Linked DNA regions of Ovis aries: region 2 is linked to region 1. Evidence: chromatin contacts called from public Hi-C data. All regions are on one chromosome and are shown on one strand. The core of a region is the stretch at or near the end of the contact, and the rest is flanking DNA. Distances in the headings are between cores, read along the strand shown.

Evidence for each region. Hi-C and Micro-C count contacts between places; a contact is called where the count stands out from the background.
Region 2: a Hi-C map of liver shows a contact between it and region 1, with 3 times the contacts expected there. The contact joins the promoter of ABCF2 here to the promoter of FASTK in region 1. A contact is called at or near these places in 2 of 16 Hi-C or Micro-C datasets (liver and muscle).

The regions. Positions count from the first base shown.
Region 1 is chr4:115,272,225-115,279,144 of ARS-UI_Ramb_v3.0, reverse strand. It overlaps FASTK (Fas activated serine/threonine kinase), which reads left to right and starts at 5,286. Exons shown (of 11, transcript XM_027969018.2): 1 at 5,286-5,466; 2 at 6,279-6,472; 3 at 6,590-6,704. The coding sequence starts at 5,385. It overlaps TMUB1 (transmembrane and ubiquitin like domain containing 1), which reads left to right and starts at 2,531. Exons shown (of 3, transcript XM_027969020.2): 1 at 2,531-2,573; 2 at 3,480-3,898; 3 at 4,165-4,979. The coding sequence starts at 3,510. The coding sequence ends at 4,516.
Region 2 is chr4:115,417,502-115,424,457 of ARS-UI_Ramb_v3.0, reverse strand. It overlaps ABCF2 (ATP binding cassette subfamily F member 2), which reads left to right and starts at 5,634. Exons shown (of 15, transcript XM_015095448.3): 1 at 5,634-5,676; 2 at 6,384-6,586. The coding sequence starts at 6,427.

The sequences.
Region 1 (6,920 bases), core at 4,037-6,536:
GACACAATTGCGCCTCGCCTACACTGTCCTGCCATCCGTGCGGCAAAGGCTCCCCTGTCCCTGGGCCCCGAGGTCACCGCTAGAGACCACGCCAACTCAGGGTTCTTTCTCAGGCCCTCCCTGGACTTTCCATTGCCGGCTGCGGGCACCGAGGCTGGGAATCTGGGTCCCTGGTTTCTATTTCCAGTTCTTCCTGAGACCTTCATCTGTGGGGCCCTTGAAAATGACACTTGAAACAACAATGTCCTCGCTCTTATCTTCCAGCCTCTCCTAAAAGATCCCCACTGCCGGACTGGTGTAGGATTCAGTGAGTGCTGCTGGACCTCCCTGGAAAGGGGAAGGAAGAAAATAATCAAATATTATGCCTTCTTCCCCCACTCACCCCATTTAAGACACTCACCAGGGTCCACATGGTGGCCTCAGTTTTCCTTGTTTTCTCTCCTTTGTCCATCCTGTGTTCCTGTCCACTCCCAGGGCCAGGAAGCCCCCTTCAATGTCCTAGTTCCTCTGCATCCTCATTGCTAAAGCTGAATGCAGATTCACTAGCCACCCCTTTCCCCCCGGCTTTTCCTAAACTCCATAAGAGGTGGCTTGTGCAGAACCCAGGTCCCGGCCAATCAGCCTGCCAGGACTCTACCCCCATGTCCTCTGGCACAGTTGACAGATACTATCCTTTTTACATACACTTCCACTTCCAAAATACCCAAGCTGGGTATTTTCCCAGCGTAAAGTGGCCCACCATTTAAGCTACCCACACCACTTGACCCCAGTACCAACCTGGTCACCTTTCTAAGTATCTTGGACCTTCCAAAGAACCTAGTGCAAGCTAATCAACACCTTGGGGCTTCCCAAGCTCCAGAGAGGTGTGGGTCCTACCTACCTGCTTGTTCTGAAGAATGTCTTTCACCCTCTTTGGGTTTCATCTGAAAAAAAAATTAGTGGTTGAACAGATCACCTAGCCTAATATTCTGTAAGTCTAAAAGCAGTACCCAACATGTATTTTAGATGCTTAATTAGAACTGAAAGCAAGAAGTTGCAGTAGGTACCTCCCAGGAGAGATGCTGAAGGTAAAGAGCCCCTCAAAAGTGTTGCCCCAGCAGTTGGCACATGCCTGTTTTAGCACTAGTGGGCCAATTGTCTGTGTCCTCTATTAGTACATTAGCTACATGAGGGCAGGGATACAGTCTGATTCGCCATTGTATTCCCAGAGTCTGAACCAGCGCCCAGCACATGCTATACATTTAATGAATACTTCTAGAATAACTGGATAAATGGGAAGGAACTAGAGATAAGTTATTAATAGTTCTGTACGTTGTAAGTCTAAACTGACAGTCCCAAGGCAACATCTGGAGTGTTTGCTCCCATAAGTAGGCATAGGCTATCAGGGCACCAGGGTACATTACTTTTAATCAAGACTGACCTATAAAGTTTGTGGCTATAGGAGCCCAAAGGAAGGAGGGAAAACCTATAGAAATTAACTTGGCTCAGGCCACATGAGGCTCAACATCGCCTGTACAACAATACTCTTAAGGATCCAATTTCTGAGCCCAAATTTCAGGGGAGGAAGCGTTCTAAGTGAATAAATATCTACTGTGTGACAGATCCCCTCTACAGTTTTCACACTTCTTTAATAAAACACCAAACTTCGCCCATTACAATTGTCTTCTGAGGTAAGTTTTAAGAACGAAGAAATTTAGGTTCATATAGATTCAATAATGCACTCAAGGTCATATAGTTGATAAGCACAGGATAATGGGTCAGAATTTTTTGCCATGTTCCAAAGTCTATGCTCCTCACAGTCTTACAGGAGCCCAGTGGATGAGGAGCCAGGTAAATAAGGCAGCCCCAAGCCCCCCAGAGGATGAGATGGCTGGATGGCATCACCGACTCAATGGACATGAGTGGGTAAACTCCGGGAGTTGGTGATGGACAGGGAGACCTGGTGTGCTGCAGTCCATGGGGTCGCAGAGTCGGATACGACTGAGCGACTGAACTGAACTGAAGCCTCCCATGGCCAGCCCTGAAGACCCATCTCCTCAGCCAGCCTTGGGGGCAGGGAGGGGAGCGGGCAGCCCGTGGATACTGGGCTCTGGGCTGAAGAGTCAACGTGGAGGGTCCACTCTGACTTAAGAGTAGGCCGGCGTAGGGTCCACCTGCGCTCCCCAAAGACTGCATCATCAAACCCCGGGTGGGGCGGGGGGGTGATATGACAGACTTAGCCAGAAACCAGCTGACGTTGGTTTCTGATGTGATACACATCCTGGCTGCCCGCGGGTGAGGGAGAGGATCCTGCTGTCCCCTACTTCGCCCCGAACCTCTGCGGGCGAGCACAACCTCAAAGCCGCCGCCGCCAGCCCCTCAGCGATCTGCGGGGGCTCGGCGCAGGCGGCTGAACTCCGCACGTGGGTCCGCAGCGCAGAACGCTGGACTGCGCATCCTTCCAGACTACAAGACCCACAATGCTCCGGGCGGCGGCGGCGGGGAAGGAGGGGGTGCCTCCAGGTGTCTGCGACCTCGCCACCTCCCTCCCGGAAGTGCCCGAGGGTCCGCTATGGAGCTGGCGGAGCCTGGCGGTGAGTCCCTGCGCCGTGGCCGCATCACCCCGCTGCCCTAGCAGCTGGCCCGGCTGGCCCCGCCCCGGGATCTCCCGCGCCCGCCAGCCACTCGGGGTGTGGGGGCGGGCGGCGGGAAGATGCGAAGGGTGGTGGAGGATGGAGGTGGGGAGGGCAAAGTCTTGGGTTCCCGGGCGAGATCCGGGGTCTTGCAGCAGGCTGGGTTTGGAGAGGTTTCCCAGGGGAGGCGCGGGGTCGGGACGCCTTGGGTGGGGTTTGAGTGGACCAGGGGGGCCGAGTTGGGGTAGGGGTTAGGGTTGTGGGTGGGAACCCTCGGAGGTTCCAGTTTGCCAAAGGGAAGCAGTTTGACATTTGGCGTGGGGAAGCCTTGGGAAGCTGTCCTGTGCTGCGGGTGGGGGTTGGCTGAATGGTAAGGGGGCGTTGTGCGTGTGCGTAGAGACCTTTTTTCTACCCCCTTGGAGAAACTTTAGCGATGGAGCAGTATTAATAGATAGGCTTTGCCGTGAAATAGGCAAAGGAGTAGATAAACTTTGAGATGACCTAAATGGGGAGAATAGGTAAGCTTTGGGGTGGTTTGGTAGGGGCTGAATTTAAGGGAGAGGTTGCTTAGAAAGTCAAAGCTCTGACTTCGGAATAGGGTTTGGGTGAATTGTGGAACTGCTTAAAGACCTGAAATTTAGGTTACAGAAAATTAGGACTTGTGATTTGGTGTTGGGAAGGGGTATGTAGGGCAAGTTTGGGGTGGCCAGGTGTCAGAGCAGTGTATGTCCCAGGGTAGGGCTGGGATAACTGGGCGGAATGAGGACTGTGGGAGAGTTGTGGTTGGATGGGGTCAGGGGCCCCCTGAAGTTCAGAGGGCTCTTGGTGGGTGAGTCAGCCCCTCATGGGTTCTTTGTGCCTCTCCAGCCCGGTAGCGTGGCAGGCAAGGCAGGTGCCATGGCCCTGATCGAAGGGGTAGGTGATGAGGTGACCATCCTTTTCTCGGTGCTTGCCTGCCTTCTGGTGCTGGCTCTCGCCTGGGTCTCAACGCACACTGCCGAGGGCGCCGATCCACTGCCCCAGCCGTCAGGGACCCCAACACCAACGCAGCCCAGCGAAGCCATGGCGGTCATGGACAGCATCAGAGGGGAGGCCCCAGGAGCTGAGACCCCCGGCCTGAGACACCGAGGTCAGGTGGCACCACCAGAACCCGGAGTGGGGCTCGCAGCAACGCCGCCACCTCCGGACTCCCCCCAGGAGCCCCTCGTACTTCGGCTGAAATTCCTCAACGATTCTGAGCAGGTGGCCAGAGCCTGGCCCCACGACACCATTGGCTCCCTGAAAAGGTAAGCCGGGAGGATGACAGGAAGGAAGTGCTAAAGAGTAGGGCGGGGATGATCACAGTCCTAGAAGGACCAGCAGAGATCCCGGAGATCCTCTTATAGATGAGGAAACTGAGGCCCCTAGTCACACACTGTATTGCTCCCCTGAAGCAGAAGGGCCCCACACACACACACCGTGGAGGCCAGAGGTGAGGGTAGGAGAGTTGTTCCGGACCAGGGGCCAGGAGTGCCTGAGACTCGCTCTATTACCCAGGTCCCTCTCTCCTCAGGACCCAGTTTCCCGGCCGGGAACAGCACGTGCGACTCATCTACCAAGGGCAGCTACTAGGAGACGACACCCAGACCCTGGGCAGCCTTCACCTCCCTCCCAACTGTGTCCTCCACTGCCACGTGTCCACACGGGTGGGTCCCCCCCTCCCGCCCTGCCCACCGGGGTCCGAGCCAGGCCCCTCAGGGCTGGAAGTAGGCAGCCTGCTGCTGCCCCTGCTCCTCCTGCTGCTGCTTCTGCTATGGTACTGCCAGATCCAGTACCGGCCCTTCTTTCCCCTGACCGCCACTCTGGGTCTGGCCGGCTTCACCCTGCTCCTCAGCCTCCTGGCCTTTGCCATGTACCGCCCGTAGTGCCTCCACGGGCTCTTGGCCACGCCACCGGCCTCTCGGGACCTTGCTCGCCACGACAAGGTGGGAGCTGCTGTCTGCCCAGGCCCGCCTCTCCGACCTGCCTCTTCCCACTACCCTGGAGCCCAGCGCTGCGCGGCAGAGCACTCCGAGGGGCGGCGGAAGCCCCTCCCTGTGACCTTCATGGCTCTGGGCCACCTCCCGGGGCAGCTGGCCCTCAGCGCCCCCTGACAGTGGGCTACCCCAAGTCAGACAGCTGCTGTAGTTGCCTTGGCCCTGGACAGAGCGGGGCCACGCCCCTGGGCCCTTAAGGGCTCAGCCTGAGGACCTGGGCACCTCTTAGTCCCGGATCGCTCCTTGGCTGGTTTGGGGGCCCGAGGACTGGGAAGGGCTGGAGAAGGGGAGTCGGGATGGGTGGAGGGGGCTTTCTGGAACACGTGCAGATTAAATAACTGTGACGTTTTCACTCTTGGCCTAGTGTCTGCGTGTGTGGGTCGTGGAGGAGGGGGGCTACGGGGAGCTCTGCCCTACTGGGAGAAAAGGGGTGGGCCAGATGCTTCGCCCTACCCTGCCCTGCCCGCCCAGGCCAACCGCTGCTCACTCCCCTCTGCACCCCAATCTCATCCCCCAGCCCTTTGGCCCCGCCCCTACCCCGCCCCTACCCCGCCCCAGGCCTTTGGTCCCGCCCCAGCCCGGCGCCGCGCGCGCGCAGCTTCCCGGAAGCAGGGGGCGGGGCGCGCGGCGCCCTGGCGCGCGGGGCCTGCCGGGAGCCACGTCTTTGCTGGCGGAGGACCTACTTGGCGCGGCGATTGGCGTCCGGGCCGCGCTGTTCGGGGGCTGCCGGGAAGATGGAGGACTCGGTGGCCCCCTGATGAGGAGGCCGCGGGGGGAGCCCGGCTCCCGGGCCCCGAGACCGACCGAGGGAGCGACCTGCGCGGGGCCTGGGGAGTCATGTAGGGGTGGCGCCTGCGGGGCGGGCCGCGGGGAAGGGCGGCGGGAGTTGGTGTTGGCGACCGCGACCACGGTCTCCTGGCATTCCCCCCGGGCCGCGGGTGGGGGTGTGTGTGGGGGCCCCCCTGACACCGCCGACTCCGCGCCGTAGCGCAGGCCGCGCCCGCGGGCTCCACGGGCGCCCTCCGAGGTGGCCCTGCGTTCTCGTTTCACAGGCGAGAAGGCTTGGGCAGGGAGACCGAAGCCACTTGTCCAAGGTCACGCAGCTGGTAAGTGGGAGCGCCCAGCATGGAACCCAGGACCACGGAGCCCGCGCTCCACCCTCCGGTACCGCCGCCGCCTCCTGCGGGAGGGGGAGGTGGTCGGGGGTGGGGGGGAGCGTATCTGTCCGGCGAGCTGGGTTCCAGGCTGGGCGCGACCACTAACCAGATTCGGGACCTCGGGGCTTGCCTTAACCCCCTCGCCTCCCTGGGCCTTGGTCTCTCCACCTGTGAAATCGAGATAGTACCAGCCCCTGCCTGCCTCCTCACGGGCGTGTCAGAGGAGGATCGGAGGAGATGATGCATGTGGAATTGCTCTGTAAAAAATCCTCCGCGAGAACTCTGAAGGATTCCGATTGCTCTCGCAAAGGTTGGAAGGAGTCAGAGAGGGGCGGGTTGGGGAAGAGGACCAGAGCAGTCACAAAGAAGGGTGAAGAGAATACGGGTTGCTCTGTCCCCAGACTCCTCTGGATGGGGAGCGAGGTGAGGAACAGAGAGTTGGTCTTTCTCCCCTTTGGAGAATACCTCACTCCCTTTTTTGGGCCACCCCTCAGGGTCTCCAGCACCCAACTCCATGCTTCGAGTCCTGCTCTCTGCCCAGGCCTCCAGTGCTCGTCTGTCTGGCTTGCTGCTGCTCCCACCAGTACAGCCTTGCTGTCTGGGACCCAACAAATGGGGAGACCACCGGCCTCCTGGAGGAGGCCCCCATGCAGGCCCTGTGCAGGGATTGCAGCGGCTTCTGGAACAGGCGAGGAGCCCTGGGGAGCTGCTACGCTGGCTGGGGCAGAACCCCACCAAAGTGCGTGCCCACCACTACCCTGTGGCGCTTCGTCGTCTGAGCCAGCTCTTGGGGTCTCTGCCGCAGCCCCCTCCTGTGGAGCAGGCCACACTGCAGGACTTGAGTCAGCTCATCATCCGAAACTGCCCCTCCTTTGACATTCACACCATCCACGTGTGTCTGCACCTTGCAGCCTTACTGGGTGAGGACGGTGTCTATGGGTGGGTGGGTGTCAATGGAAGGATAGAGAAACTGTAGCAGACCCACCTGAGATCACTGACAGAACCCACCTCAAGCTTTGCCAGGAATGGCACACTTGCTGAGTGATGCCACACTTGCTGCTCCTCTGCGGTATCCACGATAGTCATCACGAGTCAAGCAGCATGAGTTGCAGCTTAGGTTAGGGTGCCACCCCCTT
Region 2 (6,956 bases), core at 4,385-6,884, 140 kb before region 1:
TCAAAAGAGGAAAAGAGGTGTTACTTGAAAAGTTCCTTATTAAAAGAGAACATTGGGGCTGGTAGAGTCAGGAACCCATTCTAGGAGGCAAGTGGGATGGAACACAGCAGCACAGCTCCCCTTCACTGTTTTGGTCTTACTTTCAGATTGACTGCAATTTGGTCTCCCCTCAGCAACTGGCACATGGTAGGTGGTAAATGGTTTTTAGGCTCCAGACCAGCATTGTCCATTAGAAATACAATGTGAGCCATATATGTAAACTTTAAGTATTCTGGGGCTAGGCTGTTTAGTTGCTCAGTCATATCCGACTCTTTGTGGCCCCTTGGATTGTAGCCCATTAGGCTCCTCTGTCCATGGACTTTCCCAGGCAAGAATACTGGAGTGGGTTGCCATTTCCTACTAGGAGTGGGATTGCTGGATCATATGGCAACTGTATTTTTAGTTTTTTAAGGAACTGCCGTACTGTTCTCCATAGGAGCTGCAATGGTTTACATTCCTACCAACACTGTAGGAGGGTTCCTTTTTTTCCACACCCCCTGAGTTTAATTATTTGTAGATTTTTTTGATGATGGCCATTCTGAAGTGCTACCTCATTGTATCATTTCTCTAATAATTAGTGATGTTAAACTTCTTTTCATGTGGCCACATTTCTTTTTTTAAAAAAGCAAAGAAAAAAATAAAAATAAAAAAGCAAAGAACAGGTAGAATTAATTTTAATATTTTATATTAAATATATCCCAAATATTAACATTTGACCACGTTATTGTTCAGTTGCTCAGTCATGCCCAACTCTTTGAGACTCCATGGACAGCAGCACGCCATGCTTCCGTCCTTTACCATCTCCTGGAGCCTGCTCAAACTCATGTCCATTGAGTTGGTGATGCTATCCAAGCATCTCGTCTTCTTGTCCCCTTCTCCTCCTGCCTTCAATCTTTCCTAGCATCAGGGTCTTTTCCAGTGGGTCAGCTCTTGGCATCAGGTGGCCAAAGTATTGGAGCTTCAGCTTTAGCATCAGTCCTTCCAATGAATATTTAGGATTGATTTCCTTTAGGATTGACTGGTTTGATCTCCTTTCTGTCGAAGGGACTCTCAAGAGTCTTTTCCAATGCCACAGTCTGAAGGCATCAAGTCTTTGGCACTCAGCCTTCTTTATGGTCCAACTCTCACATCCATACATGACTAGGGGGAAAACCATAGCTTTGACTAGATGGACCTTTGTTGGCAAAGTAATGTCTTTGCTTTTTAATATGCTGTCTAGGTTGGTAATAGCTTTTCTTCTAAGCAGGAGAAATTTCATGGCTGCAGTCACCATCTGCAGTGGTTTTGGAACCCAAGAAAATAAAGTCTCTCACTCTTTCCCCATCTATTTGCCATGAAGTGATGGGACCAGATACCATGACCTTAGTTTTTTGAATGTTGAGTTTTAAGCCAGCTTTCTCACTCTCCTCTTTCACTTTCATCAAGAGAGGCTCATTAGTTCCTCTTTGCTTTCTGCCATAAGGGTGGTGTCATCTACATATCTGAGGTTATTGATATTTCTTCCATCTGCCTTGATTCCTGCTTGTGTTTCACCCAGTCTGGCATTTCCCATGATATACTCTGCATATAGAGTAATCAATATAAAAATTAAGATATTTTAATCTTTTTCCTATCCACATGCAATCTTCAAAATCACCCCCACCTCATGCATATTTCATACTTACAGCATATCTCAGTTCAGACTAGCCACATTTCAAGGGCTCCATAGCCACATCTGGCTAGAGGCTACCACATTGAACAGCAAAGTTTGAGACCCTTCTCAGTTACTAAGTTTCTAGGTAACTGGGTGAAACATTTCCTCCCTTGGGTCTCAGTTTCTTTGTATTTTAAATGAAGAGGCTGGATGCTGCTTCCTGTTCCAGCACTGACGTTCGGTGATTTTCATATTTAGCCAGGCCTTTTCTCCTCTGATCTCTCCCGTCTTATTTCCCCATTTCTTTCCCCTTCAAATCCTAAAAGATGATGCTGTTTAAGTGCTGCACTCAATATGCCAGCAAATTTGGAAAACTCAGCAGTGGTCACAGGACTGGAAAAGGTCAGTTTTTATTCCAATCCCAAAGAAAGGCAATGCCAGACAATGTTCAAACTGCTGCACAACTGCACTCATCTCACATGCTAGCAAAGTAATGCTCAAAATTCTCCAAGCCAGGCTTCAACAGTACGTGAACCAAGATCTTCCAGATGTTCAAGCTGGATTTAGAAAAGGCAGAGGTACCAGAGATCAACATCCATTGGATCATAAAAAAAAAAAGAGAGAGAGTTCCAGAAAAACATCTACTTCTGCTTTATTGACTACACCAAAGCCTTTGACTGTGTGAATCACAACAAACTGTGGAAAATTCCTAAAGAGATGGGAATACCAGACCACCTTACCTGCCTCTTAAGAAATCTGTATGTAGGTCAAGAAGCAACAGTTAGAACTGGACATGGAACAATGGACTGATTCCAAACTGGGAAAAGAGTATGTCAAAGCTGTATATTGTCACCCTCCTTATTTAATTTATATACAGTGTACATCATGTGAAATGCTGGACTGGATGAAGCACAAGTGAAAAGGAACTAAAGAGCCTCTCTCTTGATGAAAGTGAAAGAGGAGAGTGAGAAAGTTGGCTTCACCTCAACATTCAGAAAACTAAGATCATGGCATCTGGTCCCATCACTTCATGGCAAATAGACGGGGAAACAATGGAAACAGTGAGAGACTTTATTTTCTTGGGCTCCAAAACCACTGCAGATGGTGACTGCAGCCATGAAATTTCTTCTCCTCGGAAGAAAAGCTATGACCAACCTAGACAGCATGTTGAAAAGCAAAGACATTACTTTGTCAACAAAGGTCTGTCTAGTCAAAGCTATGGTTTTCCCCCTAGTCATGTATGGATGTGAGAGTTGGACCATAAAGAAGGCTGAGTGCCAAAGACTTGATGCCTTCAAATTGTGGCACTGGAAAAAGACTCTTGAGAGTCCCTTCGACAGAAAGGAGATCAAACCAGTCAATCCTAAAGGAAATCAATCCTAAATATTCATTGGAAGGACTGATGCTGAAGCTGAAGCTCCAATACTTTGGCCACCTGATGCCAAGAGCTGACCCACTGGAAAAGACCCTGATGCTGCGAAAGAATGAGGACAGGAGGAGAAGGGAACAACAGAGGACGAGATCTTTGCATGTTGGACATGACTGACTGAACGGAACTGAACTTTTCCTTCATGCCCAGGTCTGTCCCCTGCAAGAGACCTAAACCCTGGATGAGAATGGTAGAACTTCTAACTTTTCTAGGCCACTCTTACTGTGCTAGAGGAGACTTTGCCCAGCAACTGTTAATTTATGGGAAATCATGGACGTGATTGGTTGGTCTGCAGGTAGATTTAGAGAAGTAACTCGTTAGTCCTTGCCATCCCAAGTCACTTTACAGAGCTGGAGTGGTTCCCAGTACCAGATTTGAGCTTCAAACACTGGTACTGTTTCCTACCAGCAGTGTTATTTTTTTAATAGCGCTGTGCCTTTATTTCCAATCTGTAAAATTGTATTTATACCCACTTTAGAGTCTGTTGGGGGAATTAAATTTGATGGCATAAATGAAGGAGTATAATTATGTTAGTTATCTGTAACCTGAAACCTGCCTGTGACCAGGCATTTTAATGAGGCTGGGAGAGGCAGGCATATTGTAGACCTCCCAGGAGGCTAGGTGCTTGCATGAGTAATTTTATGTGAACCACAATCATATACAACTTCCTTGTTTCATAAAGAAGGGCACTGCAAGCAGTTAACTACTGTCTGTATATCTCTACCTAGAACAATGCTTTGGCCTGTATGGCACTTATTACCTACATGTCATGATCTGTTTCCTTTTTAAATTTTTCATCTTGTCGGTTGAAAAAAAAAAAAGCACAATGTGAGAGTTGTGAGTTAAGTTTTATTTGGGGGCCTAATGAGGACTATAGCCCAGGAGACAGCCTTTCAGATAGCTCTGAGAAACTACTCTGAAGAAGTAGGAGAGGTGAGTATATATATGATTGGCGGCTGGTGGAAGTGGTGGGGGGAGGGGTATGTGCAGTCAAACACATTTTGGCAGAAGGTTGTTCCTAGCCACAAAGAGCAGATGTCTCTACTTTTTTAGACATGAGAAGATGCAAGAAATTGAGCTCATAAAATCTTCCCCAGAAAATATCTGAAGGTCTGTTTTGTCAATTTTCCCCAGAGCACAGAGTGCCTCATTCCTGATCTCTGTCCTGAACTCTTTTCAAGGTGTGTGGACGCTCCATGACTGCAGTAGCTAGTGACCTCATCATTCTAAAACCCGATGGTGAGCAATAACTTTTAGTTGGCATTCTTAACTGTGAGCTCCTTGAGACCAGAGAATGACGTACCACCGTTACAACTCTAGTATCTAGCTCTGAGTCACACCTTGGTGAGGGTTAGTCTAGGAAAAGGCATCCTTAAAGGCAAGAGGTGTGAAATGGCATGGCTTACCTCAGAAACGCAAGTAATTAGATTCTACTGGAGCATCAAGTTTGAGAAGGAAAACTAATCCTATGAAGAAATGAAGTGAGCTCACTTTTTTTTAAAGGGTCGGGGGTCTACTTTTGGATCAGGTGCTTCGCTTAAGCCAAGGAGCAAACTGAGATTTGCAGTTTCCAGGGCCGGAAATAACAGCTTGCTCTGCTCCCTCTAGCCGTGTCCCTGTGAGAGACACTACTGATCAGAAACCTGGAGAAGTATTTGATAGACTACAGATTTAGGATTTGCTTACTGCAGGCTATAGAAGTCCGTGAGGGGTTTTAAACTATGAAAAGTAACGAGGGGGAAGGAAGAAAAAAAAAAAAAACACCTAACGGGCAAGTGACGTTATAAAGGTAAACTCCGAAGTCTGGATTTTCACTTCAGGGTTCTTCCCATCAAACTTACTGGCTTTGGATGGAAACTTAACAAGTTCTGCAGTGGACAGGCAGAGCAGCGACGATTCAGGAACAACGCTCGGCACAGTCTAAAGTTTGGTTATCACTGGACCAGCCTCTAAAGCTTCGGTTTCACGGAACGAGGACGCCTTTCCTTCACGGAGGGATAATTCTGTTCTTCGCATCCTCTTGGAAGCGACGAGCGTTTTCCCGGCCCTCTCTCACCGGTCGGCGCACTCTTCCTCCTCCTCCGCGTACCGCCCCCCGCCATTGTTTCAACCCATTGCTGCCTGACGCCTGCTGGGAAGTGTAGTAGCTCTCTCTGCTGTCTGAGCCGGTTTGGCGGCCCTGATGAAGCCGGTAGCTCCGCATAACCCTTCAGCTATTCCAGAGGCAGGGGAGCCAGGGACGGCGCAGCCCCTCCTCTGAGGAGCAAATCTGGGACTCACCGCTTCCGGCGCCCGAAGCGGACCGCTAGCAGAGAGGGCTCTGGGACTCCAGTCCCCCTCAGGCGCGCGCATCGTGATGACGTCACTGCGGCCCGCGAGGCCCCTGGGATCCGCGGTAGTTCTCGAGGAGCGGGTCTCAGGTTCGGCAGCGGTGGCCGGAGGACGACACTTCCCAGGAGTCTGCGCGGCGGCGCGACGAGAGCCGCGCGAGGCCGTGATTGGCTGGTGAGCCGGCCGCACGCGGAGGAGCTCAAGAAGCCGCTCTGTTGCGACAGAGGCCGAGCGGCGAGGCCCAGTGAGTTGGGGGAAGGGGCGCTAGGAGGAGGCGGGGGCGGGGGTGGGTGCCGGCCGGTGAGGGGGTGAGGCGGAGGGGGGGACGAGAAGAGGGAGGAGGGACTGGGCTGGGATGGAGGCGACTGCAAGGGAGGAGAAGGGGCCAAGAGAGAGAAGCTGACGGGCGGAGGCTGAGGGAGGCTCGGAGGGGTGGTGGTGGGTGGCGAATGAAGAGACTCCCGGGGGTACCCACAACGGGGGGTGGGGGGGAAGACGAGGGCGCCCCGGGGACAAGCTGGACTCGGCGGCCGGGTGGTGTGGAGGGGGAAGACGGGGAGGAGGCCTGAGGTAGACGGGAGGGAGGAAGCCCGGGAAAGTGAGGTGGCCGGCCGGAGCGTGGAGCGCCAAGTTGTGGGGAAACTGGAGACCGGGTACCTGTGCCGAGGGGCAGAACCCGGTCCCTGAAGTGGAGGCCCTGAAAGGAGGAGCGTCTCCAGAGCGAGGCCGTGGGGATTGGTGGACAAAGCCCCGAAGGAAGAGCTGGTGAGATGGAAAGAGCGGCAGAGAAGTCGAACTGGCTGGAGACATCCTGACAAAAGTTGGAAGCGACTTTAGGCTGGGGCGGAGCTGGGTACCAGAAGCTTGCTAGGGAAATACTGAAACGGATGGAGCACAAGGCCCAGGCACTGTGCGGAAGTTTAGAATTTGGGGGTGTTTGCCTTCCTTCAGGCTTTCTGGAAGAACAGTAACGGTTTCCCTGTGGTTCATCACCATGCCCTCCGACCTGGCTAAGAAGAAGGCAGCCAAAAAGAAGGAAGCTGCCAAAGCCCGACAGCGGCCCAGAAAAGGACATGAAGAAAACGGAGATGCCATCACAGAGCCACAGGTGGCAGAGGAGAGAAATGAGGAGGCCAATGGCCGAGAGACCACAGGTGAATAGAGGGAGAGGTGGGTTCCTGGGATGGTTGCTGGGACCCAGTGGATGCCCCTGCTGGAATCTGAGTCGGAGGTGCCAGAGAGTGTATCTGGTGCTACAAACTTTTCATAATGAACCAAACCAGTAGGGTTGGAGCTTGATCAAGGAAACTGAACACAGTTCTCACATACACAGTGGCAAGCAAATATGAGAGTTGTGCTGCCTTGCTGCCCTGTCTTCTAGATTTGGTGGTCAGTTCCCTGCCCCTTTCTGCATTTTCATTTCTACACATGGAGGCAGTGTGCCAGGCTGTTTGCCACCTGATACCCTTGTCCTCCTGGGGCAGTGACTGTACCAACAAGACAGAAACATATGAATTGTCTTAT